5 separate regions of the Mus musculus genome follow, and regions 2, 3, 4 and 5 are each linked to region 1. The links are chromatin contacts, called in public HiChIP or PLAC-seq and promoter capture Hi-C maps. All regions are on one chromosome and are shown on one strand. Each heading gives the region's core, a stretch centred on a gene start, on an enhancer-like site or on the middle of the called end of the contact. The rest is flanking DNA. Distances are from core to core; before and after follow the strand shown. Region 1 holds the start of Ifi207 (interferon activated gene 207). Region 2 holds the start of Olfr432 (olfactory receptor 432). Region 3 overlaps Aim2 (absent in melanoma 2). Region 4 holds the start of Spta1 (spectrin alpha, erythrocytic 1). Region 5 holds the start of Aim2 (absent in melanoma 2).

Region 1 (5,025 bases), core at 1,490-3,989:
TATGGTCTTTATAACATCTGTCCAGGATCTTCTGCCTTTCATAGTCTCTGGTGAGAAGTCTGGTGTAATTCTGATAAGTCTGCCTTTATATTTTACTTGACCTTTTTCCTTACTGCTTTTAATATTATGGGTTTTTGTTTTGTTTTGTTTTTGTTTTTTGTTTTGTTTTGTTTTTTATGAATTTGCTGTTTTAATTATTATGTGTCTAGAGGAATATCTTTTCTGGTCCAGTCAATTTGGATCTCTGTAGGCTTCTTTTATGTTCATTGGCATCTCTTTCTTTAGGTTAGGGAATGTTTATTCTATAATTTTGTTTAATATACTCAATGGCTCTTTATGTTGATAATCTTCATTCTCATCTATACCTATTATTGTTAAGTGTGATCTTCTCATTGTATCTTGGATTTTCTGGATCTTTTGAATGAGGATCTTTTTACATTTTCTTTGATTGTTGTTTCCATGTTTTCTTTGGAGTCTTCTGTATCTAAGATTCTCTCTTCCATCTCTGGTATTCTGTTCTTGATGCCCACATCTATGGCTCCTGATTTCTTTCCTAGGATTTCTATCTCTAGAGTTGTTTCCCTTTGTGATTTGTTTATTGTTTCTATTTCCATTTTTAGAGTGTGGATGGCTTCATTCAATTCCTTCACCTGTTTGTTTTCTTTAAGTGATTTCTGCATTTCCTCTTTAAAGACTTCTACCTGTTTAGCTGTGTTTTCCTGTATTTCTTTAAGGCAGTTATTAATGTCCCTCTTAAAAACTTCTACAAGTATCATGAGATGTGACTTTAAATCTGAATCTTGCTTTTCCAGTGTGTTTTGGTTTTCAGGCCTCACTGTGGTGGGAGTTCTGGGTTCTGATGATGACAAGTAGTCTTGGTTTCTGTAGGTAAGATTCTTACATTTTCCTTTTGCTATCTGGTAATCTCTGGTGTTAGATGTTCTAGCTGTCTCTGGCTGGAGCTTGTTCCTCCTGTGGGCGTGTAAGTCTTTGTCAGCACTCCTGGGAGACCAGCTCTTTCCTAGCAAGACCAGTGCATGGAGGACTGAGGATCAGCTCCACCTCCTGGCTGAGGATGAAGCCCCATAGTAGGAATGTGTCCAAGAAGCTCTGTTGCTTCTGAGTCCCCTGCTCTTCTGTACAGACACACCTTACATGGAAGAGGAAGTGGTGATTTCACCTGAGTCTCAGGATTCAGAGCACTCCCTTGGAGGCAAGCTCTCCTCTGGCAGGGAAGGTTCACAGAAGAGTTAGGATCACGTCTACTTCTTATCTGAGAATGAAGGCCCAGGGTAGTAGGAATGTGTCCCAGAACATCTGTTGCTTCTGAGGCCCTTGTTCTCCTGCACAGACCTGGCTTACCAAACATTTACTCTTTACCACGAATAGCACAGCTACCGTACTTGACTGAAATACACATTAGCTACCTCTGCCTTCCTTTCCTCATCCATTCTTGTCTCATCATTGGAATCTTAGAGCACCTGCTACCTTCCCAATTCAGTTCTTCCATATAGAACTTACTCCCATCTACCACAACAGCCAAATTCACTCTAGCTTTGTCTTTTCTCATCTTGGTTGAGCTGAATCTTAAGTCCTATTTAACAGAGAACTGTGGAGATACCCTCTTCTACTTATCTGTTCTGAACCTACAGGTTCCAACTCCTTGGGGGATTGCCTAAAACTATCTGCATATCAGATATTTGCACACCAAGGTATTTTATATTTTTTGGGTTGGTTTAGCCAGAGAAGATGCATACAATGCTCAAGAGACTGAAGGCCCCAGGGAATGGGGAAGTCTGGTGGGATGGGGGGTAGGGGCTGGGGAATCCTATGGAGACACAGGGCTCAGGGAGTGGCTATGGGATTGGGAATACCCAGCGGTTGAATCAGGAGGGGATAAAACCTGGAGTGTAAGAAAAAGAAGATTAAATAAAAATTTTAAAAGAGAGAATAGAGGAGTGGAAACAGAGGTAGTCATGACAGTGGTCATTGTGACGAAAAATCAGCTGAAGAAATCCAGAGAACATCTGGAGCTGACACAGGGGTGTCAGAGAGAAAGTTACCCAGGGCTATGAGGAACTGAAGACTGAGATACTGCTGACTGACAACCAGGAACATTGCAGACAGCTGCCAATCCTTGAGGGTCAAGGACTAAGGCACCTCAGTCAATGAGCTGTGACACCAGCCACTCTCAAGGTGCCAGGATCACAAAGGCACTGTCTGTTTCCAACTGTCTTTGATCCACTGCTTTCAGAAGTTAATTATGAAAACTTCCAAATGCCAGGTTGGCAGTTGATGGTTAAATCCCAGAATAATAAGTCTCCAATCCAAAATCTCAGAGCCACAAGTCTCTGGCTTCTGAAGAGTTTGGCACTTGCAAACCCTGGGGATATTAGACTATTTCCTGGGTCTTGAGTACTTTACTACAATAAAAACTCCACCTTAGCTGTCCACGACTCCTATCTAAGTAGAGCAGAACCCTGCTTAGCTAGTTTTAACACCTTGGTATAGGTACACCATGCATGTGAGTTTTGTGTCTAGTGGCCAGTGTACATCCATTTGCTACAAAAGTCAAAAGGTTAGGACGTTCTTATTTAGTGAGATTTGTCAGAAAATCATGTGAGCCTGACTAAGCTGTGATTTTTTTTCATAGTGACCACAGTGTTTTCAGGAAGTTAAGAGGTTTCCCTAGCCAGGGAAATCGAAAATTAAGAACAAAACTGGGAGGAGTCCTGGCTGTTTCAGCACTGCTCACCCAAGGGAGACAGCACAGAGAGATAGCCAATGCTGCTCAAAAAACAACTCTGAGAGTGTCCTAATCACTAGTGCCTTCCTTTACACCCCACGCTTCAGTTTCTCATTTACTACCTGATCTACCTACCTACTCGAGCCAAGCAGGCCACTTCTTGTGTTGTTGAAGGTCTCAGGATCTGTACATCGCAGCAGAAATATCCAAGGAGGTGAGTTCTCTTTGTTTCTTAAATTTGTGGTCAGATCTATCTATGAAATATAAAGGAACAGAGAAAAAAATCAGTGTTGGGGGGTGAGGGGACCAGGGCTGGTCCCAGCTGCAATCACAGCGTTGAACCTGCTCTAGCTGGTTTCAAATGTTTCACTAGGAAGACAGCACATGTCAGAATAAAGGTGCCACCTCTACTCCTATGACTTTTCATGAGTTAGTGCTTATCAATGGTCTTCATTTATCTTCACTAGAGAAGACTTGGGAGCAAGGTGTTTGTGGTGAATGACTGTGTAAAAGACAAGACAGAAACAAGAAAAATGATAACTAAAATAATGTTAAATGAAAACCACACTTTAATATGAATATACTTTCCAGTTTTGTGAATATACAAAACTTGAGAACTCTCATTAGCCTGTAGAAGAAAATGTCCCACGTTTGTTAATACAGTTATTTAAATAGTGTCTTGACATTTTTATGTTTAGGTTTCCTCTTAGCTCCCTCTTGTATCAGATGTTAGAGTCAATATTTGTCATACTCTCCTCTTCATTCCATGCTGGAGGTGATTTCTAATGGGCTAAAGTTAATCTTGTTCATTGTTATTAATTTTTCCTAAAATTTTTCTAATATTTTTATCGTGTTTTGCCTAAGTTTTTAGTAGTTGAGATATGCATAAATTTAAAACCATAGTCATGATTAGTCAATGTCATTCCTGTTTATATATGTATTATTGCTTGTTATTATTACTGTTTGAAAAATAATTTCATTATCCAAGCCAGGTTTGCCTATAACTTGGCACATAGCTGAGGCCACCCTCATAGTTACAGTCTTTCTGCCTCTTCCTCTTTCTCTTCCTCTTCTGCCTCTGCCTCTGCCTCTGCCTCTGCCTCTGCCTCTGCCTCTGCCTCTGCCTCTGCCTCTGCCTCTGCCTCTGCCTCTGCCTCTGCCTCTGCCTCTGCCTCTGGAGGCCTTTAATCATAGACATCCACTACCATGCCCCTCTTAAATGTCTATGATTAACTTTGTATTTTACTATTTAATGTCATGAGAATGATGTAGTTATAAAACTAAAGTCTGTTATTATTTGGTAATTATATAATTAAAATTGTTTCATTTTCTTGGGTTGAAATTTTTCATTATTAAGTAGTGAGCCTCCAGGTTTTATGATAATTTCTTGGTTTTATGATAATTTCTTGGATGGTCCTTAACTATACTAGTGCAGAATTTTGGTGTTTTTAAATTACTCTTTCAGAGCCCGGCAGTGGTGGCACATGCCTTTAATCCCAGCAATTGGAAGGCAGAGGCAGGCAGATTTCTGAGTTCCAGGACAGCCTGGTCTACAAAGTGAGTTCCTAGACAGCCAGGGCTACACTGAGAAACCCTGTCTACAAAAACCAAAACCAAAAAAAAGAAAAATATTAGTCTTTCAGCATCAAATTTTTCTAATATTTTAAAAAACCATCAAATAGTATTTTGTCAGCAATTCAAAAGTATTGTTTTTATCTAAACCACTTTAAAATTGGTCTCATTTTGTGGTTTTGTTTCCTTTTGATCTGTTGTGTTTTTGTTTTTTAGACAGGTCTCACTATGTAGCACTGATTGGCTTAGAACTGACTATGTTGACCAGGATGGCTCCAAATTTACAGATTTCTAGCAATCTCTGCCTCCTAAATGCTGTATACTTTTAGATTTGTATTTTAAATGATTTATTAATTTTTCTAGCTCATAGACCTATATATGGCATATTATAAAATCAATTTGTACATATAATGTGTAGTAGTCTACTCCAAGTAACCAGCATTTCTATGTCTTCAACAATCAGTAACTATATGTGTTAGGATTTCATGTTTTTTGATGAGACTTATGCTGTGTTTTGATGTTCTTTTTTGAACATCTACATGTTTCTTCTGCCTCTGCCTCTTCCCATCTCTACTGACCACCATTCCATTCCATTTTTCTACAAAGTTCCTCTTTGTGAATAACTGAAACATGAGGTATTTTTATTCCTGTGTCTGCCATGTTTTGCTGAACATATTTATCACCAGTTTCATTCAATTTTTTTCAAA
Region 2 (4,994 bases), core at 459-2,958, 310 kb before region 1:
CCAGGTCACCTGTAAAGCTAGCCACTCAAGTGGTACCTGCTAGCCATAGCTGTACCTGTCTGCTCATGAGTGCAGGGAACTGAAGACATTCATCCTTTTGTCTTTACATCTTTGCATGGTTCAAAAAGTCAGTTCTTCCCACAGGACCTGTACCCACCATGTTTCCTGGTCGCCTCAATTCAGAGTGCAGACAGTGATTTTATAAATTGTTTATAATGCCAATTGACTAGGCTACTTTGTTTCTCATCCCACTCTCTTTCCTATTAGAGGAAACCTCCACTCCATCTTCCAACATTATTTATCAGAATATTGTCCAAATGTACTGAACTCCATGTACTTTTGTGTTCTGTTTTCATATCTCCCTGGTGTCCATCCCAACATTTGCGCAATGCTCTCTTCCAAAATCTTTAACTAATTTCAATATCTTCTTGGTCTTTCTTCAAAAATCCGGTCTGAAACATTAACACATAGCCAGACCAGATTCTAGAAATTAAACCAACTCACTTTCTAACTAAGTTCCATCTGCCTGAGAAAAGGTGAACGTCATTTTGTTTCTTCCCCTTCAAATCTGTGTCCTCACCCACTCCTACGTTGGTAGGTTCAGGGACTATATTTGTCTTACAACATTTTACAATGTGTCCTAATGAAAGATTTCATGAGTTGAAAATTTGACATATCATCGAAACAACTAGTTAATTGTCTATACAATAAGCAGGGAAATCTTTCAATTTTCATATGATGGAATACAATAAACCTAGCAGACTTCAAGTCATTTCAGCACAGCATTAATCCTCTGTGTGACCCTCTTAAAAGCCTCTTTTACTTCCTTATTGCGAAGAGTATAAATAATAGGGTTGAAGAAAGGGGTGAGCAAAGTATATACCAAGGCAATAAGCTTGTCTCTGCCTTCAGCTCGAATCTCTGGTGGGCCCACATAGACAATGAAGGCAGAGCCAAAGAACAGTGTCACTACGGTTATATGGGAGGAACAGGTGGAAAAGGCTTTTGCACGACTAGCAGCTGAAGGCAGCTTCAGCACAGCTCTCACAATACCTCCATAGAGTCCCAAGATGAAAGTAAGATTGCATGTATTGATCATGCCAATCACTGCAATATAAAGCCGAGCATGCCAGCTAGTGTCCACACATGCCAACTGCATCACTGGTGCCAGGTCACAAAAGTAATGGGCCACCTCTTTCAAACAATAAGGTAAAGAGGCAGTGAGACCTGCAGGCACCAGGGCAGCTGAAAAACCAGCCAACCATGTAACCCCAACTAACTGTTTCTGTACCTGTCTGCTCATGAGTGCATGGTAGTGCAGTGGACGACAGATAGCAAGGTAGCGGTCCAGAGCCATGACACCTAGCAGGTAGCACTCGGTCATGCCCAAGGAGTGGAAGACATACAGCTGGACAAAGCATGCAGACGAGGGGATGGGTGAAGGCCCATGGAGCAAGGTATGCAGCAAGGTGGGCACTGTGGTGCTGACATACCAGAGTTCCAGGAAGGAGAGGACACTGATAAAGAAGTACATGGGAGTGGACAGCCCTGAATCTGCCTGGATCAAGACAATGATGAACAAGTTCCCTGCCAGTGTGAGGAGATAGATGCACAGGGTTCCAAAAACTGCAAGATGTTGCAGGGTGCCAGAGGTAGTGAAACCAGCAAGGATGAAGGTCCGTGTCCAGGTATAGTTGACATGATCCATGATTCCTGGGAATGAAAGAAAAAGGCAGTAAATAATCACCTTTATGTTTTTCCTCTGGACAATGTTCCCCAGAGACCAAAGTATAGAACACACAAGTCAAAATCACATATTGTCTACTCAATCCATTCCATCTACAGGATGAAAGAGGATTTGACTACTAGTAGTCAGAAGTGGTTTGTTTAATATCTGTTGGTGACAGTGGCCACATAGAATTATTGTTTTAATTCACAGAACAACATTTGTAGACTATGGCAGCAGTCAGGCCTAAGATTTTCTCCTCTCTGCTTTGCCAAAAAAAAAAAAAAAAAAAAGAAAAAAAAAGAAAAAGAAAAAAGAAAAAAAAGAAAAAAAAGAAAAATCCCAACAAATAAAATGATAGGAAAATTCTGCTTCTTTCTCCTACCATTCCTAGTTAAGTGCTCCCATGATAATTCGAAATTATGATCCTTATTGTATACTGGATTCAACAACTAGGATATAGTAGGAAAAGGAGACTTATGTTCATTCATTAACATCTAAGTCTTATTGGGGGTTCTCCAGGTTTGTTTAGAACTCATCAAGGTTCTTATCAAAGGTGGAAAGAGAAAATGATGGACAAGAAACAAGGCTATCTTAGGAACATATCTCAAAGCTGAATACTTTTGGGAAACATGAATAATCCATTGGCTAAGAGGATGTGTTTTCTGGAAGTATTCTAGTGGGAGATACACTTCAGAATACTGCAGTGGGTAGGAGAAAGGGAGAAGTACAAAGCAAAGCCCCTATGAGATGTGTCAAGAGGTGCTAAAGTAGTACAAGCAATGCCTTATTTCAGGAGTCGTATTTCCTCATTTGTCTTCACCACCAACTCAACGTGAATCTTGATCCAAACCAACACTTCCTCTGTGGCTGAAGTCCTGTAACTGAAGAAGTTTAAGTTACAGGTTCCCGAAGTTTCTGACGTGGTAATAGCTTATGATTCTCTAGTTATTGATTGATTTGTACTAGGTTCCTCATGGACAGCCTTTATTAATATCTGCAGAATGTCATGCTCATACTCAAATGGAAATTATTCAGAAAAGGTCAATTATTCAGCTGCCTCCTGCTGCTTTTTTTTTTTTTTTTTTTGCTGTTCTTACCTCTTGTGTGCCACCTCCAACCATTACCTCATTCTTTTGGTTACAACAGAACTAGTCTCATTCTTCTTGGTATCACTTCTATCCCAAGACACTCCCTTATTTATAATTCCTGCTCCTGGAAACAAAGCTCTCCCACAAACTCCTTAATAAACGTTCCCTGAGGTTACTATGACTAACTCTCAGTATGGATCCCTCTGGGGCAAGAAGTGAGGCCCACAGAAATGAGTCAGATGAGATGTGTGTGTCTCGCCAATGACTTACCTCTGCATCTACACTTTGGAGTTCTGCAATCTAATCCAGGGATATTGCCTGTCTTGCAATGACCATATAACATGACATTAAGGAAACAATCTAGTACTCATATCTTCATTCACACATAAAGAATAACAACTTTAGGAAAGGGGAATTGCTTTGCCCCTTTAAAATTACACTTGCCTGGAGATTTGCCATCATTCTGCATCATTTGCCTTATGACTTAACAACCTAATCCACACGGTAGCTTTTTGTTTTCTGCTGAATGACCCTATTTCTTCCTTCATACCATCACCTCATACTGCAGTGGCCATAATGGGTTCTCTGGTCCAATGTTCTGCAGATATTAATAAAGGTTGGCTGTCCATAAGGAACCTAGTACAAATCAATCAATAACTAGAGAATCATAAGCTATCACCATGTCAGAAACTTCGGGAACCTGTAACTTAAACAAGCTATCACCATGTCGGATGGGTGCTGAGCTTCGGGAACCTGTAACTTAAACTTCTTCAGTTACAGAACTTCAGCCACAGAGGAAGTGTTGGTTTGGATCAAGATTCACGTTGAGTTGGTGGTGAAGACAAATGAGGAAATACGACTCCTGAAATAAGGCATTGCTTGTACTACTTTAGCACCTCTTGACACATCTCATAGGGGCTTTGCTTTGTACTTCTCTCTTCTTCCTAGCCACTGCAGTATTCTCTGGTAGTATTCCAGATTTTATTTTACTTTTAAAATTATTGATTTATCTGTATTGTATACCTGCGTACCTATTTATGTGTGCTCAAAGACCAGAGGAAGGCATCAGATCATCTGGAGCTAGAGTTACAGGCAGTATGAGCAGCCAGAGATGGGTGCTTAGAGTTCCATAAGGTCCTCTGTAAGAACAGCAAGTATACTTACCTGCAGCACAATATCTCTAGTTCTCTGCTAATGCTATTCTAAATGCAGTATTCTAAATCCCCATCAATAGGATTGCTACCAGTTCTCAATAAATGTCACCACCATTTTTCCCCTGGACATCTTAATGCAATAAGTTTGTTTCTTTTTTTCTTTTCTTTCTTTCTTTCTTTTTTTATTTTTTTACAAAATATTTGTACTCTAATTTTCTTTAAAACTCTTTATATCAGTATCTGAATTTTTTTTAAATCTCATCTGAGTACTATCTCAGATTTTCATTTGGATAGATTTACAGTCCAGATGAATAACAAGATAACTGGATTTACCCACTGAGTGTGAAGCATTAAACTTGTTCATTGATCCAAAGGTACTGTCTTCTTAATGTCAATGAAAAAGACAAGGGAAGATACAGTAGTTAAGTGAAAGTAATAATGTATTCTCTTTATAATAATAGACAGGTCACATTAAGTGGGAATAAAATACTCGATCCCTGACATTGAGCTTCCTGTGGAAAGTTTAGCACTGGACACCAAGATATAATATATACATTGGTTATAACTACTAATACAGCTTCAGGATGGGCAGGGACTATAGCGTACTTCCTATGAAATATTTGACCATTCACTTGGGTAAATAATTGCAACTGTCCTTCAATACAATGCTGTATCTTCTCCAGTCCCAAACAATTCAGTGGCCACTGTTCATCTAAACTCTTAAATTAACAATGGGGCAGTCTCAGAGTGGCAAGGTTAATCCTCTGAATTTATCTTACCTTCACATCACATTTGTCCTTCTCCATTCCTCTTTTGTCTGCCAACTCTAAGAGATGTCATCCAATTTCTACATTTAATGAGATCTCTCCATTAACTGAATAGACTATGCATACCATTACCTATGTCTCTCGGCTTATTAATAATCAGATATAAATACCTGAGCATAGAAATGGTACATGCTATCTAGCATCAAGTAGAAGAGCAATGTGTAACCATTGAGTTGTAATCTAGAGCAAATCCAGG
Region 3 (4,890 bases), core at 1,121-3,620, 290 kb after region 1:
CTTCACTTTACATTGAGAAAAAGGAAAACTTCCTAAACAATATACATAAAGGACATGTTAGGGAGGCAAGAGTTATTAAATTTCATCGAAAACATAGTCTAAAATTCTGCATGAAAATACAAACAATGCAAACATCAACAAAAAGGTCCAAATTGGGATTGTACCGCCTCCAGTGTCTATGATGAATAAACGCCTTGTTTTCAAATATGTGAAGAAAACCACATATCTGTGAGAAATTGTCAACTGCCTAGGTGAAGAGTGGTGAAAAGAGATGAACAAGCAGTGTGCTTCAGTATGTGATGACGTTGTGTAACAATATCATTAACACTGCTAGTAGTCTGTTACTTTGCAGTGAACAAGGTAGAAGAAATAAGACCAGAACAGGGGGATTCATGAGAAGAAAACAACAGGTCAAAGACCCTCACATTTCCCACCACTGCAGACTATTTCAATGAGCTCTATAGACTACAGTTAATGAGACCTTGCCACTCTCGGTAAAAACTGGGCAGGTAAGGAAGAGATCAGAGTATCTCTGCTTACGTGGGTGGTGCTCATATTCAAAGCCCAAAACTACCATAAGCACCCTTTCCAACTTAAGACATACAATACACCCAGAATAGCCACAGCGAGGAGTCTGCACCAGGGCACCAGTCCCTTCGACAAACGGGAAGTAGGAAATCTCCTCTGACTTAGTATGTGGAGGATGCTAATCACCTCAGCATGCTTTCTGCTGGTCTGTGTGAAATTTTAATCTTTCTACACCCATCTTCGATAAAAACATAATCACAGTTAATCACACTTTATATGAAAAATTAAGACATTGATTCCTCCAAAGGTTGTTTATCTTATTTACATACAATTTTTCATTTTACTATAGAATAAGTCTTCAAAAAAAAGTTGTAAACTATTGGTTGAGACGAAAATGAATCTCAGCAGTAGAGCCCTTGACTCCTATGTGGGAGGTTCTGGGTTCAACTGAAAGGACCAGGAAATACAGCCACAGTGAGGTGCTGGGTAGAGGGTGGATTATCAGCGAAGGAAATGCACTCCAATCCTCAGGGCCAGCAAGAGGTGCAGCTGCAATCTGAGAGTACAGTGCTATGCCTCGCAGAATGCATATGCCAAGTGCTCGCACAGGGAGCCTGAGAGATGGAAAGGGTTAAGAAAGACATATATGATAGGCTGGCCTCTTTCTAAACAGGGAGGGCTGTTACACTATGTGAAAGTGCCCTTTACGGCATACCTGGAAAACACCAGCTCTGCAGTAATTGTTGGTTCAATTTGGGATTTGAGGCACAATGACTTACCTGACGCCACCCAGCTTCTAAAGGATGACTATGCGGCCAGACCTCAAGTCTCCTGAATCAAGTCCTCTGTACTGTCTTGTTCCCACTGCCTTTGTATTATTCACAGAATGGGCAACAATACCTTTAAATTAAAAAACAAAACAAAACAAAACAACAACAAAATTCTAACGTTATTGGCTGTTATTCGAAGACACACATTCCGTAACTCTCTTAAAGTATTAATAATGATATAATAATTGCCATCTTTTCCCCTTGTCAAAACCATTTATCTCTCTTCACTGTGTGTTGGAATAAATTAAACCCACCCTCTCTGTAGATTTCTACTCAAACTTCCCTGCATATGTATTATAAAACTAAAACTGGCCCTGTTCCTCTCTGTTACCACAAACTGTTTCGTTTTCCTCTCTACTTGTCTACTTAGCAATCCAGTAGTTTTTTGGTTCACATTCTGTGCTGGAATAAAAGTGGCTTGTGGGCAAGGACTCTGTTGTTCATGTCTGCAGTCCTGGCTCCTAAAATAGCATCTGCAATACAAGCATTCAACAAACATTCATTGACTTTTTCTAAGTAAAAATACAGTTCTAGGTGTCTTCTGGGCTGGATTCTGGGTGCTTTTAGTTTGACTAAGAAGCCCAGTTGAAAGGTCACAGAACAATATGGCAGGAAATAAGAACCCCTAGCAACCATCTTCCCACAGGCACACAAATTTTGATTAGTTGTACAGAGCCCAACCCACCCTCCTAACACCTAAAGAAGCCATGTGAGAGACCATCCTGTCTTGGTTGCATTTGATAGTAAGACAAGACACAATGAAGAAATGGGAGGGAGAGATTTGTCCATGTTGACACTCCTCCACATTCACAAAGGGGGGTGGGGGGCAGAGAGAGACAGAGAGAAGGAATTCATCCCAGGCCTTAGTCTTTAAACTCAGTACGAGGCTATCATAGCGAAGTATCACTGCTTGGAAGAATTCTATAACCCCTTCCCCCAGGCTAGACTGAGCAACTGGAATTGTGTAAGTCAGTCTGCATGCTCACTTCCTCTATCTCTTCTCCTTGGATCTGGGTCAGACAGAAGGATGAGCAGAAAGGTCTCCACCCACAGGCAACATGGCCCAAATCTAGCCCAGAATTCTGCTCACTGCAGTGGGAAGTAGCAAGAAACAGAAAGTAACGCCTTTTAGACCCAGGCCACATCTCATAGATGAAACCTCCCTCCCGACATACACTAGAACTAAGCAATTGCCTACATGCCAGTGGGACTGTCTCAAGCTTGCTTAGATCGTTACCAGCCTGGCAGTGAGAAAGGGACACACACCCTACTCTGACCACATATTTTCTCTGCCTGTGAGTCCCAGGTGTGACACAGGTTAGTGTCGCCCTTGGTGGACCCTAGATTTGGGTATCAGCTCTCTTCAGGTTAGTGTTATCAGACAGATCATCAAGCACAAATTATCAAGATCATTTGACATGACTTACCACCAAGCAGGGACTTATACCCTACTGGGATGTCATATTTGGGCCTGTTTGTCTACTGGGATGGCATAGACCTGGGTGCACTCACCATGAAATTCAGAAAGAGAAACAAGAATTCAAAGCTAACTCACTGGCCACTGCCAATAGCAGACCTAGCATCCATGGGAAGTGGGTGTTGAGGGATTGTAGCAAAGGAGAACACATGTTTCAGAAGCTAAGAAAAGATCACTCTTAAAGTTTTTTTTTTTTTTAAGAATCAACTGTGTCTCTTGTTTGTTTTGCTATAAAGCTACCTAAGGTGAAGGCTACAGATGTGTCATGGGGTTAGCCATGTGGGGTTACGGGTAGCAAGAAGAGCGACAAGGAAGTGGGATGGAAGTTCAACACAAGTCTTGCTGTAAAAGGGCCAGAGAAATGTGATAAAAGACAGGGTAGGAGGTGGGATAGGAAATGGAGAAAGTGACTTATAATTGCTCACTTGATCTCTTTTCTAACATGAGAGGAATCAGTCTTGCTTCATGCTGATGAGAATGTTCTAGAAGGGGGCGAGCTGTGGTATAGAAGAACAAAAGGAAAATTGCTCCTGGGAGTGAGCCTGAGGATGACTCCTCTGGAGTACACCTTCTGAAACAAAGGAAAGCCACTCTCCATTTCCTGCATCTGACATCTGCTGTTAGGGACAGACGCCCACCTTCCTCATGCCAAGATTTCTCAATTCTTCAAGGATCTCCAACCGTGTTCACTTGCTGCCTACGGCTGACAGCTAGACAGCTAGACAGACACAGACTCAACTCCTGGCTCTGCCATTTATTGGCTGTGTGACATCTGGTAAATTACAACCTTATAAAGTGTCCATATCCTCAAGTGTAAAATGGGGAAAAGGTGAACATCTCCATTAAATGGCTACTGTTATAATGCCATGCTACTGAATCAGGGACTTGTAACAGAACCATGTGAGACTAATCACTGAGTCAAAGCTATTAATAGAAAAGTGATAGACAGGATTCAGGGTAGTGATAGTGTACAAGGAATAGAAACTTAGTTTGGGATGGGAGGTGAGGGCTTGTGTTAGGAACTGGGAAAAGAAGGTGGAGGAGTATTTTTCAAAAACTGTTTTGAAAAGACCGAAGACGAAAAAGATGAGGAAAAATTGACATGCAGGCTTGGTAGCTTGCAAGCTGGCTGACTGTCTGGGCTAAAACAGAGGGCTCAGGGGCAGATATGTCAGATGGGAGGCTCCCAGAGCTGGATGAGGGATTAAGTCACTAAGATACTGGGCTACTGCCCGAGAGGTACCTCGGGGACCTTGCATGAGGAGCTGCAGAAAATGTCAGTCTCCTAAAAAGGCTGGCAGGAAATCTTTAAGAGTGACTGAAGCTCAAGAGAAATGAGTCCAACCAAGAGACTCCAGGGGACAGAGCTGGAGTGACAGTAAAGAAAATGTCTGCTTTGAGAGCTGATAGCATGTGCTCATGCTCAAAGCCTCAGAGGATGAACTACATGGCTGGTGCCCTCAGTCTTCTCTCCGGTGGGACAACCATAAAATCACCCAACACTCTTACTTTGCTTCTCATCCCTTGTTCCCCAACAAGTGTGTGCTGCCTCCATCTGGCACATGAAGCTGTTTTCCAGTACTGCTGGTAAGCACAAGACCTTTGCCCCAAGGCACCACAAAGACTCCCATGTTCATAGCTGGTAGGATCCCAGCTCCATTAGCTGAGACAGTCTTCGTTTCATAGCCACAGAAGATAAATTCTTATAGATGCTTCCTGTTAATTCATCTCAAAGTTAAAGTGACACAAAGAAAGAAATGACCAAGAAGAGTCTGTAAGGAATGATAACAGATGAGTTGCTGATACTTGTATAGCAAACAGACATAAGGTAGCGCTTGATTTTTGACCATTAGGACCTTCTCACTATGCTTAGAGGGCAAAGATAAGAAGAAATACTTCAGGCCATGCTGATCTACACAACAAGTTTGACCCTAATGTCTATGCTATATGAGAGCATATAGCATATATGTCCAAAAACCCAACCCAACCAAACCAAAACCAAACTGAACTGAAAGATTTGCTGGTCTCAAACAAAATGCATATAAAATCCTCCAT
Region 4 (4,736 bases), core at 1,117-3,616, 430 kb before region 1:
GACAGTGCTTTAGAAGCCCTGATAAGTTTTACTGTCTATGTTTTAAAAATTAATCGTTAATATCATAATATAGAAAGCACAAGGTATGTCAAAGTTTCTTGAACTTTTAGACACTATTTTGTCTAATAAGCTATCATGAAGTAATGACTCCAATGAGTTTTATTTGCAGATAAGACTCTGAAAGTTAAGAAATGGAAGGCATAGAACATTTAGAGGCACAACTTTCATCTCTATTAGATAGTCTAATCTTTCTGTGACATCTATGTATTAATTATAAGAATGTGAGTTCTGAACGAAACTTCAATATGATGCAGTATGTTTCTGTATTATCAACAACTGATGTATTGTCAGTTTTTTTTTCTTCTAGCTCACTTTTCTAATGTTGTAAAGAAGAAATAATGCCAGCCTTTTTCTTAACTGAATTTTTTAAGTTCCCATTCTACCATTTTGGCTTTGTTCTGTACACAGAATCAGGGCATGCTTACATCCACCTCCTCAACATTAACATGAGGAAAAGGCCACTTCAGTCTCTAGAGAACTCAGGGTGAGTTCTGTAGACATTTGTGGCACTGAGTTACCTGTATGTTTGTGGGTTCATATGTCTTATCTTTTGCAATTTCAAGCTTTTCCATGATCCACTTCTCCAGGTCATCTGCGTCTCTCCTGAAAACTTGATAGTGGTAAGACTCCTCAAGCTTCTGACCCCTCTCGGCAACGCGATCCTTGAACCTCTGGTACTGGTTTAACACCTCCGCTCTTCGGTGTTGGATTTCTTCTGCTGTTTCTAGGACCTTTGGTCCGCTGCTCTCGACAGCCTGTAAGTGAAAAAGTCTCTTCATGTTTTGAAATATTATTCTATATCCCACAATACACATTATGTTAATTAAAGCTATACAAAGAAAAATAAATAATGCCTGTAGCTGTGGCTAGTTCTCATGTTTAGAATGCGATCCCTCTTGCATATCCCAAGGCTTTCATCCATATTGAATCTATGTTCACAAATTATTAAGCCTATTAATTCATACGGTTATTGGGTGCTGTATAACTGTATAATTTTAAACTATAAATAGCTATTTTTAGATTCTATAGAGAGAAGAAATTTGGACTGCTGAAGCAATGCCACAGAATGTCAGATATACATACATACATTATATATATATATATATATATATCCCAGTACAGGGGAACGCCAGGGCCAAGAATTGGGAATGAGTGGGTAGGGGAGCAGGGCGGGAGGAGTGTATAGGGGACTTTTGGGATAGCATTTGAAATGTAAATGAAGAAAATATCTAATAAAAAATTGAAAAAAAAACTTGGTGCCACAACATTCACAAAAAAAAAAAAAAAAAAACGGGGGGGGGGGGAAATGGTAATTTATACCCTTCAAAGGCTAAACAACATTGATAAGTGCTGGTTATCCTGTAAGTTTAAGGAACAGTCAGATGGTTTGTAATTGCTTTAGTGAATCACACACATAAACCTGAGTACTTTTCCTTTTTAAAAGTCTAGATCATGTATTATGTACTCTTCTAATTTGATTTACTAAAAAAAAAAAAGCTGCTTAAAAGAAAATCTAAATGTAACCTGTCTTCTCACTTGTCACAAAGTATAAATCATTAATGTTTTAATAATTGGATTTTGGAATATAAAATATTTATTATTAATCAACACAAAATCATGCTTTAATTTAAAGAAATCCAGTTTTTGTGTAACAATATTTAGAAAAAAATTCCATAGAGACATTTCTATAGTGCATTGCTCTCCTTACATCTTCTATCCAAAATATGCAATACCGTTTATATTTTGATGTTACTTTATTTTCTAAATATAGTTTTTTTATAGACAGTAATTCCTGAGATGACTCTAAAATTAAGTCATTCCACAAGAGCACAATTTTTAGTGGGATTATTTGGTTTCAAATTACCTAGTAGTTTTCTGAATATCTGACTTGAGCAAGTAATTATTAAAATTATTATTATTAATTATTATTATTATATAGTTGTAAAGTTCTACATTATTTTTAGAAGTGAAACCTTCATAAAAGAATTAAAATCAAAACTCTTTGCTACGTTAAAATCAAATAAGTGTAATTTTTAACGACCCTGTGAGGATGGAATGGAAGGCTCAGAGGAGACAAGCTTTCCTAACTTCATCAGGAATGAGAATTCGTCTGTACTCACAGTTTCCTTTGGAGTTTCCATCTCTGCTCAGCTCAGTCTAAGGCTTTGCAAGATGAAATGTAGCTAAGAGAGAAAAATAGTTCTTTGAATGTCCAGTCCACTTCAAATAGGAATGTCAGAAATGTGAATGTGGCAAAGGCCCAGAGGAAAAAAAGAGTTTTAGAGTCCCGCCAAGCGTAGACAATCTGCATTATCTCCAGGGGACATATTCAGTTGAGGCAGCTGCTGACTTCCACACACAAGGTGACTCAGCAGTTTGGGGGGCTGTGGCTCTCTGGACCTCAGTAGGTATTTTACAAAGGAAAGGAAACAAAGTTTTCAGATGCAAAAGTTTGGAGGAAAACCAGTGACATTTGAAAGGCAAGTGCCTGTATTGGGCTGTGTTTTACTCAGTCACAGAGCTTATAAGGTAAGAGAATTTAAAAATCAGGAAGAAATTCCAGGTTTCCCTTTCTTCTGATTTCACACTGGAGAACTGAGGGAATCAGAGGAGACATGTTTCTCTCTTTCACCCTTCCTTCCTTCCTTCCTTCCTTCCTTCCTTCCTTTCTTTCTTTCTTTCTTTCTTTCTTTCTTTCTTTCTTTCTTTCTTTCTTTCTTTCTTTCTTTCTTTCTTTCTTTCTTTCTTTCTTTCTTTCTTTCTTTCTTTCTTTCTTTCTTTCTTTCTTTCTTTCTTTCTTTCTTTCTTAAAATTATTTAACCTTTTTTTTTTTTCACTCCAGATTTTATCCCCCTCCAGGTCCACCTTCTGACTGTTCCACATCCCATATCTCTTTGCCAACCCATCCACTGGTCATCCCATTTGCTTCTGTTGCTCCTGCCTTTGTGCCTGTGTCTCAGAAATCAATGGCAAGACCTATGTCATGAAGCTTTACCCCAGGTTTCCTCCTAACAGTTTTACATTACACTTAAGTCTTTTGTATGATGAAGACACAATTTTGTTCCACAACATCCAGTCCTGCCAATTAAGCCACTGTGGTGTGTGTGTGTGTGTGTGTGATTATAAGGAATTAAGGGTTTTGTAATTATTATGAGATGGCATCAGAAAGTAGAGCCCAGAACCATAAATTTTGATGGCCTAAGAGAAGACTGGTTAAAAGGAGGAGGGAAATCATGAAATGAATGGTTTTTACAGGAGGAGTCTTCTGTGCGTGGGTGGGGTGATTTGGAGGGCTGTCCCTCTGGGCCTTGTTTATCAGCTCTGGGCAGAGCTGTACGCATAAGGCAAATCAGCCCTGAGCAGCTGCTTCAGCCTGGCTCACAGCTCAGGACAAAGTGAGGCATTTGATGTCCTGCTCTTGGGCTCAGGGAATCCAAGAGCTTCAGAAACAAAAATGTACAGTTTCCATACTGTAAGCATATTTTGGAGTCAATAAAGACAGATACAATAACTTTAATGCAAAATTAGTATTTCCCAAAGAATAGAATCTATCATCAATCTAGTCTCTAACGATTTTGCCTTTGTTTTGCTGGAGCTACTTCATATTTAAATTCTTTGCTTTTTGACTACTACATGGGTCAAGATAGTAGAACACATTGTTCAGAAAATGAAAAAGGTATTTTGTTGGGGGGTGGGGTGCATAGGGTTTCCATATAGAACTCAAGCTGGTCTAGAACTCTTGTCTGTCCTACTTTAGCTTTTTAACTGCTGGAATTATAGGCAGGCATTACTACATAAACAAAGTCCTTCTGTAGTTAATATCTGCTTTCACCATTACCAGCTGACGGTCTCTGAAGTTGCTTACTCCTTAACTCTAGTTGAATATTTATACCTTCTTTCTGTTTTTCCTTTCCTGTTTATACATATGCTTTCATTGCAGTAATAAAACGTATAAGTCATATTTCCTCTCAACAGTATGTTATACATTTGTGATTAGAAGACAACTTAGAACAGTGGAGGGAATGTTGCAGTGGATTGGAAGCTCAAATTCTTTCGAGCAAATGCTCAAATCTACCACTTAAGGATAAGGGGGCTGTTGGAAATTGACTTAAATTTTCTTAAGCATGCTAGGGAGTAGCTATGACTAATTTGCCTACTTGAACGTTGGCATCTGGCCCAATTTAAAAATGTAGAGTTATTTTGTGCAGGGTGGATTGTCAGTTTTAGTTGGATGTGAATGATATCAGTATTATATTTTGACTGTGCCAAATCATCCACTTCATTCTGAGTCATAAATTTTTTAAAAATTGGAATGTAAAAGGGAACTCTTCAGTAGAAGATCACTTCCCGCTGAGAATGCTTCCCATTCTATCATAGGAACCACTGAAACTTTATGTCAAGTTCCCTCCTGCCCTCATCCACCAATGATTGTTTCTCAGTACAGTAATGTGGATGGCAGCAGTAGGCAGATCAATCTTCAGAAGCCTTGTAAGGACAGCATGTTTGTGACATGGTCCCTTTCAGGGAAGCAAAAAGCACTCAATTGAAAACTGTCATTTTTCATCAGAGCAGACACAAGTAGGAACCAGTCAAGAGCTGCAACTACACAGACCGCCTCCTTCAAACACTCAACTCAGTCTGGAGTTCAACGACTGTGTTTAAGGAATACAAAAGAA
Region 5 (4,965 bases), core at 2,282-4,781, 320 kb after region 1:
TGGGTTGCTGTTATTGGGTTTTGCTTTTGTTTTTTAATGTAGCTACTAGAAAATCTAATTGTGTGTATTTGTTTACATTATTTTTCTTCTGGGCGATATTTTCCTGGTACAGAGACTACATTCATTAGAATCACGTTTTCACTTTCTTGCTCTATGATAGGATCAAAGATCTTTTCTAGCACTTTGATGAAGAACCACCTGAGAGTCTCTACTGCATAGACTCCATGTGAGATGTGACTGAGTTATATAAGCATGCAATTCTTGAGATATCCCTGACACCTGGTGTGCTCAACATATGTTACTATTATAGTTTGAAGTTTATATTTATCATACTATGGGGAAAGCAAGAAACTGGAAGAGACTTTGAAATGTCAGAGAGCATTTTTTCTCCTTCTTAAAATAGTCTAATAATAAACGTCCATTCCGTCAGACCCTGGACAACAGATGCCTAAGGCCTTGTTCTCATGTTGAGCAGCAGATTAAGTCACTACTTAATGCTGATTGAATGCCTTCTTACAAATCTCCAGAAGCCACAACTTACAGAGAGGTGTCTAGTTTTAACTTAGAAAAATACCTTAGTAAAATGTGGTATATCAGGCTCTGACCTCATCTTGTAATTTTCTGATGGGATTAATTCCCCATCAGTTAAATACACATAGTAGGAGATGGTACTGTGAGGATTTAATATGTAGCATGGCAGAGAGATCTCTACAAACTCAGCACCATGCCAGTACCAACATGCCTTCTCCTGAGAATGATTGCCACAGGATGGGCTGCCCCCACCACAGATTATGCAGTTGCTTCATGGGAGTATCCCAAAAATCCTGTGCTTTGCTCTACACTCCCTATACACTTGTCTGTGACTAAACAGCTATCCCTATGGTGTAAAAACTTCCAAAACTCCTTTTGAAAATAAAAATGGAAAAGATATGCACTTGAGGGATAAACTAGTAAATCAACTGCTGTTGTTCACCAATCAGTTCGTTTTGTCCAGTAAGGCATCTTGTAAGTCTTAGAGGAAATGAGTCATGAATCAGGCAAGATTTCTTCACTATCCCCACAACAAATACAAGTATGTATAGCTGTGTAGTGTACAGGCTGGGGCTGTGTAGTGTAACTCAAGTTGGTCGTCAGACTATGTCTATTTGAGGAGGTAACATTTAAACAATTACAGAGATAAATAGAAAGAGTAATTCTTATATCTTGGAGCTAGATCTAAGGGAAGGTATACAGCCTTATCTATGTACTAAATCACAATGGATTATTCACTTTGCAGTGACTGGCTGTATGCTAGTTTACCTTATTGAAGCAGTAAATGTGATGTTATTCAGTTTCACCAAAAAGTACATCAGAAAGCATTATTCTGGGATAATGATAAATGGCGTTTCCCCACAAGATGTATAAATGGGACTTTTAAAAACATGACTAACATAATATGCATCATTCTGTGTAAAGAATAATCTTAAGTGTATTTTTAAAAAGAAGAAAACAAACATGGAAATATCATATGAAGCGATATAAGATGGTTACACAAGATTCAAACATTTCAACTGACAGAACGCACATGAATTAGACTCATGGGTTTAAAAAGAATGCTAAACTGGAATAAAACCCACTGTGGTGCCTGTGGTGTTTAAAAAAGACACAGTGGGGGAAATTGAAGTGCTGAGTAGCTGCAAAGCAAAAAATACGTGAACATATGTATCAGGCACTAAGCACAAAAACTCTAGTTAGAGCAGCTCTATCAATATTAGTCAGAGAAGACTATAAGACAAATAGTGCCATTAAGGACAGAGTTGCTATACAACAATTAAATGTTAAAGTCATCAAGGTAATATAACCAACAATTCTAAACAGTAAGCACCTCATTGAATAAAGTCAACAGTTGTAAACAAAATTTGACAGTTCTCCACTAACAAATGGCAAATGTACCATGATGGTCAGAAATTACAAAACATTTCCTTCAGTAACTAACGCTTTAAATAGCCAAGAATAAAATAAAACAAAAAGCAAAAAAGTAGAAAAGTTGAACAACATAATTAACAACTATGTTCTGATACTTAGAAATACTTACCACACTTTCGGTAAGGGCACAAAGGTTATCACTGAGTTCCAAAGAGTAGTTACTGTATTAGTTTCTTTTTTTTCTTCAATTTTTAATATTTAAATGTATTTTATACATCAAACATATTAATAATATTGAGCATTTTGAGAATCAAATAGTCTGTAAAAATGTGTTCAACTTTTATATTGATATCCTTTCATACCCTAAAAATATCATTAATGAATATTTAATACAGGAGAACACAGTAAACAGCTATAAGCACTTAAAGAGGCAACACAAAAATCTCTTAAAGAATTACAGGAAAAAACAATCAAACAGGTAAAGGAAATGAACAAAATCATCCAAGATCTAAAAATGGAAATAGAGACAATAAAGAAATCACAAAGGGAGACAACCCTGGAGTTAGAAAACCTACAAAAGAGATCAAGAGTCATAGATGCAAGCATCACCAACAGAATACAAGAGATAGAAGACAGAATCTCAGATGCAGAAGATACCATAGAAAATATTGACAAAACAGTCAAAGAAAATGCAAAAAGCTCTTAACCCAAAACATCCAGAAAATCCAGGACACAATGAGAAGATCAAACCTAAGGATAATAGGTATAGAAGAGAGCGAAGATTCCCAACTTAAAGGGCCAGTAAAGATTTTCAACAAAAATATAGAAGAAAACTCCCCTAACCTAAACAAAAAGATGCTCATGAACATACAAGAAGTCTACAGAACTCCAAACTGGACCGGAAAAGAAATTCCTCCTGTCATAATAATCAAAACACCAAATGCACCAAACAAAAAAAGAATATTAAAAGTGGTAAGGGAAAAAGGTCAAGTAACATAAAGTCAGACCTATCAGAATTACACCAGACTTCTCCACAGAGACTATGAAAGCCAGAAGATCCTGGGTAGATTTCATATAGACCCTAAGAGAATACACATGGCAGCCCAGGCTACTATACCCAGCAAAAATCTCAATTACCATAGATGAAGAAACCAAAATATTCCATGACATAACCAAATTTACACAATATTTTCTCATAAATCCGGCCCTACAAAGTATAATAGATGGAAAACACCAACACAAGAGGGAAACTACACCCTAGAAAAAAGCAAGAAAGTAATCTTTCAAAAAAACTAAAAGAATATAGCCACACAGATATAATTCCACCTCTAACAACAAAAATAACAGGAAGTAGCAATCACTTTTCCTTAAATATCTCTTAGCAATCACTTTTCCTTAATATCTCTTTTCAGTTCCCCGCAAAAGACAGAATTGGATATGTAAACAGGACCCAGCATTTTGCTGTATTAGTTTCTTTTCTGTTTTGATAAAATGTCATGAACATTAGCAACATAGGGGAGAAGTAGGTTTTAATTTTACTTACAGGTCCATGAGGGTGGATTTCATCACGACAAGGAAAAAACCTAGCAGCTAGTTAAGGAAGCATGGCGGCAGACAGGACAGGAAGCAGGCAGGACAGGAAGCAGGCAGGTTGTGATTCTTGCTCAGACAAAGAAACAGAGTTACAAGTGAGACCGCCTATCACCTCTCACAGGCCGCCCTCAGTGACCCACTTCCTCCAATAAGGTTTCTCCAGTAAGTTCCTCCTTGTGAAAGTCCCAAGACCTTCCGGAGCCACCAGCCGGCATATATTCAAACCTCAACAGATACCATAGGAATGATCCTTCCCCCAAATTCCAGGGATTTAACTATGGAAATGGGAAAGCAGGATCCAATTGGAACTAGACTGAAATAAACTTGCTATTACCTAATAAAGTAAAGGAAATAGAGATTAAAAGCACATATAATTTTTAAAAGATGCCATGTCACTTGAACATTTGGGATTATGGAGTAACATTATCTGCTTGGCATTTCTTTCTTTTTTTTTTTTTTTTTTTTCTATTTGATTCCGTGTCTGATTTTTTTTTAATTGTTCTTTTGTGTTACTACCATGCTGGGTTTTTTTTTCCCCACATTTTTTTTATTAGATATTTTCTTCTTAGATTAAGGTTACTTAGAATTTTGAGCTCTGATGCTTTCAAGCTAACGTTACATCACAGGCTTTCTGTCATGCCATTATTCTCACCTTTTATCGAGAAATAGCTCCCTGGCCCCTATGTTTCTTCCCCCTTCAGCTAGAAATCAAAAGCCCTCTTCTAAATATAAATTCATGTCAATAAAACACCTACAGACCAACACACCCAGAAAATCAGAGTTCCTTTTAGGCTCAGTCTGGGTCAACCCTCTGAACAATATATTCTAATTCCTGCCACGGCCAAATGCACTTTCTTTTGTAAAGGTCTCAGTTGTGGTGCAATAAAAGATAACTTCTGTTCCTCAGTCAACTGAAGGTTTAGAACCAGGCTTCCTGCAGCCTTATTCTTTTCTAGAATACAGTCAATACTAATCCCTCTTTCTAACCTCAGAAACCCAGGACTCTCTTTCCTCTTAATTTACTGATTAGCAAAATGGTCCTAAAGCTTTCTCTAGAAAACTTCTGACATATCTTACTTACCTCAGGGGATTTTCTTCTCTCCAAAGCAGCCTTAGTTCTCAACTCAGGGACTGGTGTATGTCCTGAGAGTTCAAACCATCCGCCTCACAAAGATTTTCACTATGAGTAGTAGGACATGAAAATCATGAAAATCAGGTCTTGGGAGACAGAAAGCAGAAAGTACTCTCAACTATCTTCTTTCACTTTGAAGCTTGGCTAGTCCTGGCCCTATAGCTGAGTCCTAAACCCTGATGCTGGGGCAAAATAATTATATATTAAGGCTCTGCCCAAGCAAATGCTAGTTTTCAGTTTCCTTTTTACAAGCCTCAGCAGAGTTTCTCCTCCAGCTGTGAGGTCTCAACCAGAGGTATTTTAGATATAGGGAACTCCACAAAAGTTATTTCCTG

Evidence for each region. Promoter capture Hi-C pulls out the DNA fragments that hold promoters and counts their contacts. HiChIP or PLAC-seq counts read pairs in DNA pulled down with a chosen protein or histone mark. Capture Hi-C pulls out chosen DNA fragments and counts their contacts.
Region 2: a contact with region 1 is called in a promoter capture Hi-C map of adipose tissue. The contact joins the promoter of Olfr432 here to the promoter of Ifi207 in region 1. A contact is called at or near these places in 12 of 39 promoter capture datasets (the 3T3-L1 cell line, 3T3-L1-derived adipocytes, the C10 cell line and 7 more), 1 of 484 Hi-C or Micro-C datasets (adipose-derived mesenchymal stem cells), 1 of 115 datasets of contacts at active chromatin or transcription factors (heart atrium) and 5 of 9 other capture datasets (adipose tissue, bone marrow-derived macrophages, liver and 2 more).
Region 3: a contact with region 1 is called in an H3K27ac HiChIP or PLAC-seq map of bone marrow-derived dendritic cells, with 3 times the contacts expected there. The contact joins the enhancer-like site here to the promoter of Ifi207 in region 1. A contact is called at or near these places in 8 of 39 promoter capture datasets (the 3T3-L1 cell line, 3T3-L1-derived adipocytes, the C10 cell line and 4 more), 4 of 15 datasets of contacts at CTCF or cohesin (the NIH/3T3 cell line, large pre-B cells and pro-B cells), 3 of 484 Hi-C or Micro-C datasets (adipose-derived mesenchymal stem cells, bone marrow-derived macrophages and macrophages), 5 of 115 datasets of contacts at active chromatin or transcription factors (bone marrow-derived dendritic cells, bone marrow-derived macrophages, fibro-adipogenic progenitors and 1 more) and 4 of 9 other capture datasets (adipose tissue, bone marrow-derived macrophages, liver and 1 more).
Region 4: a contact with region 1 is called in a promoter capture Hi-C map of the 3T3-L1 cell line, with 2.4 times the contacts expected there. The contact joins the promoter of Spta1 here to the promoter of Ifi207 in region 1. A contact is called at or near these places in 5 of 39 promoter capture datasets (the 3T3-L1 cell line, the C10 cell line, the HPC-7 cell line and 2 more).
Region 5: a promoter capture Hi-C map of macrophages shows a contact between it and region 1, with 6 read pairs. The contact joins the promoter of Aim2 here to the promoter of Ifi207 in region 1. A contact is called at or near these places in 2 of 39 promoter capture datasets (the C10 cell line and macrophages), 1 of 484 Hi-C or Micro-C datasets (bone marrow-derived macrophages) and 3 of 9 other capture datasets (bone marrow-derived macrophages, liver and macrophages).

The regions. Positions count from the first base shown.
Region 1 is chr1:173,739,523-173,744,547 of GRCm38.p6, reverse strand. It overlaps Ifi207 (interferon activated gene 207), which reads left to right and starts at 2,739. Exons shown (of 8, transcript NM_001204910.1): 1 at 2,739-2,960.
Region 2 is chr1:174,047,089-174,052,082 of GRCm38.p6, reverse strand. Olfr432 (olfactory receptor 432) reads right to left here and starts at 1,708. Exons shown (of 1, transcript NM_146716.2): 1 at 770-1,708. The coding sequence starts at 1,708. The coding sequence ends at 770. It also overlaps the pseudogene Olfr431-ps1.
Region 3 is chr1:173,449,366-173,454,255 of GRCm38.p6, reverse strand. Aim2 (absent in melanoma 2) reads right to left here. Exons shown (of 9, transcript NM_001013779.2): 3 at 1,308-1,428; 4 at 1-32. Among named protein-coding and RNA genes, the nearest start is that of Aim2, 31 kb to the right of the region's middle. Within about 2 kb of position 2,370, at least 44 of the 459 cell types and tissues checked have an H3K27ac peak or open chromatin away from gene starts, as enhancers often do. A contact at or near this core is called in bone marrow-derived dendritic cells, bone marrow-derived macrophages, macrophages and 1 more, where this site is marked.
Region 4 is chr1:174,170,406-174,175,141 of GRCm38.p6, reverse strand. It overlaps Spta1 (spectrin alpha, erythrocytic 1), which reads right to left and starts at 2,366. Exons shown (of 52, transcript NM_011465.4): 1 at 2,181-2,366; 2 at 579-815. The coding sequence starts at 2,201. Gm36196 (a long non-coding RNA gene) reads left to right here and starts at 2,361. Exons shown (of 3, transcript XR_373720.3): 1 at 2,361-2,589.
Region 5 is chr1:173,419,170-173,424,134 of GRCm38.p6, reverse strand. It overlaps Aim2 (absent in melanoma 2), which reads right to left and starts at 3,531. Exons shown (of 9, transcript NM_001013779.2): 1 at 3,449-3,531.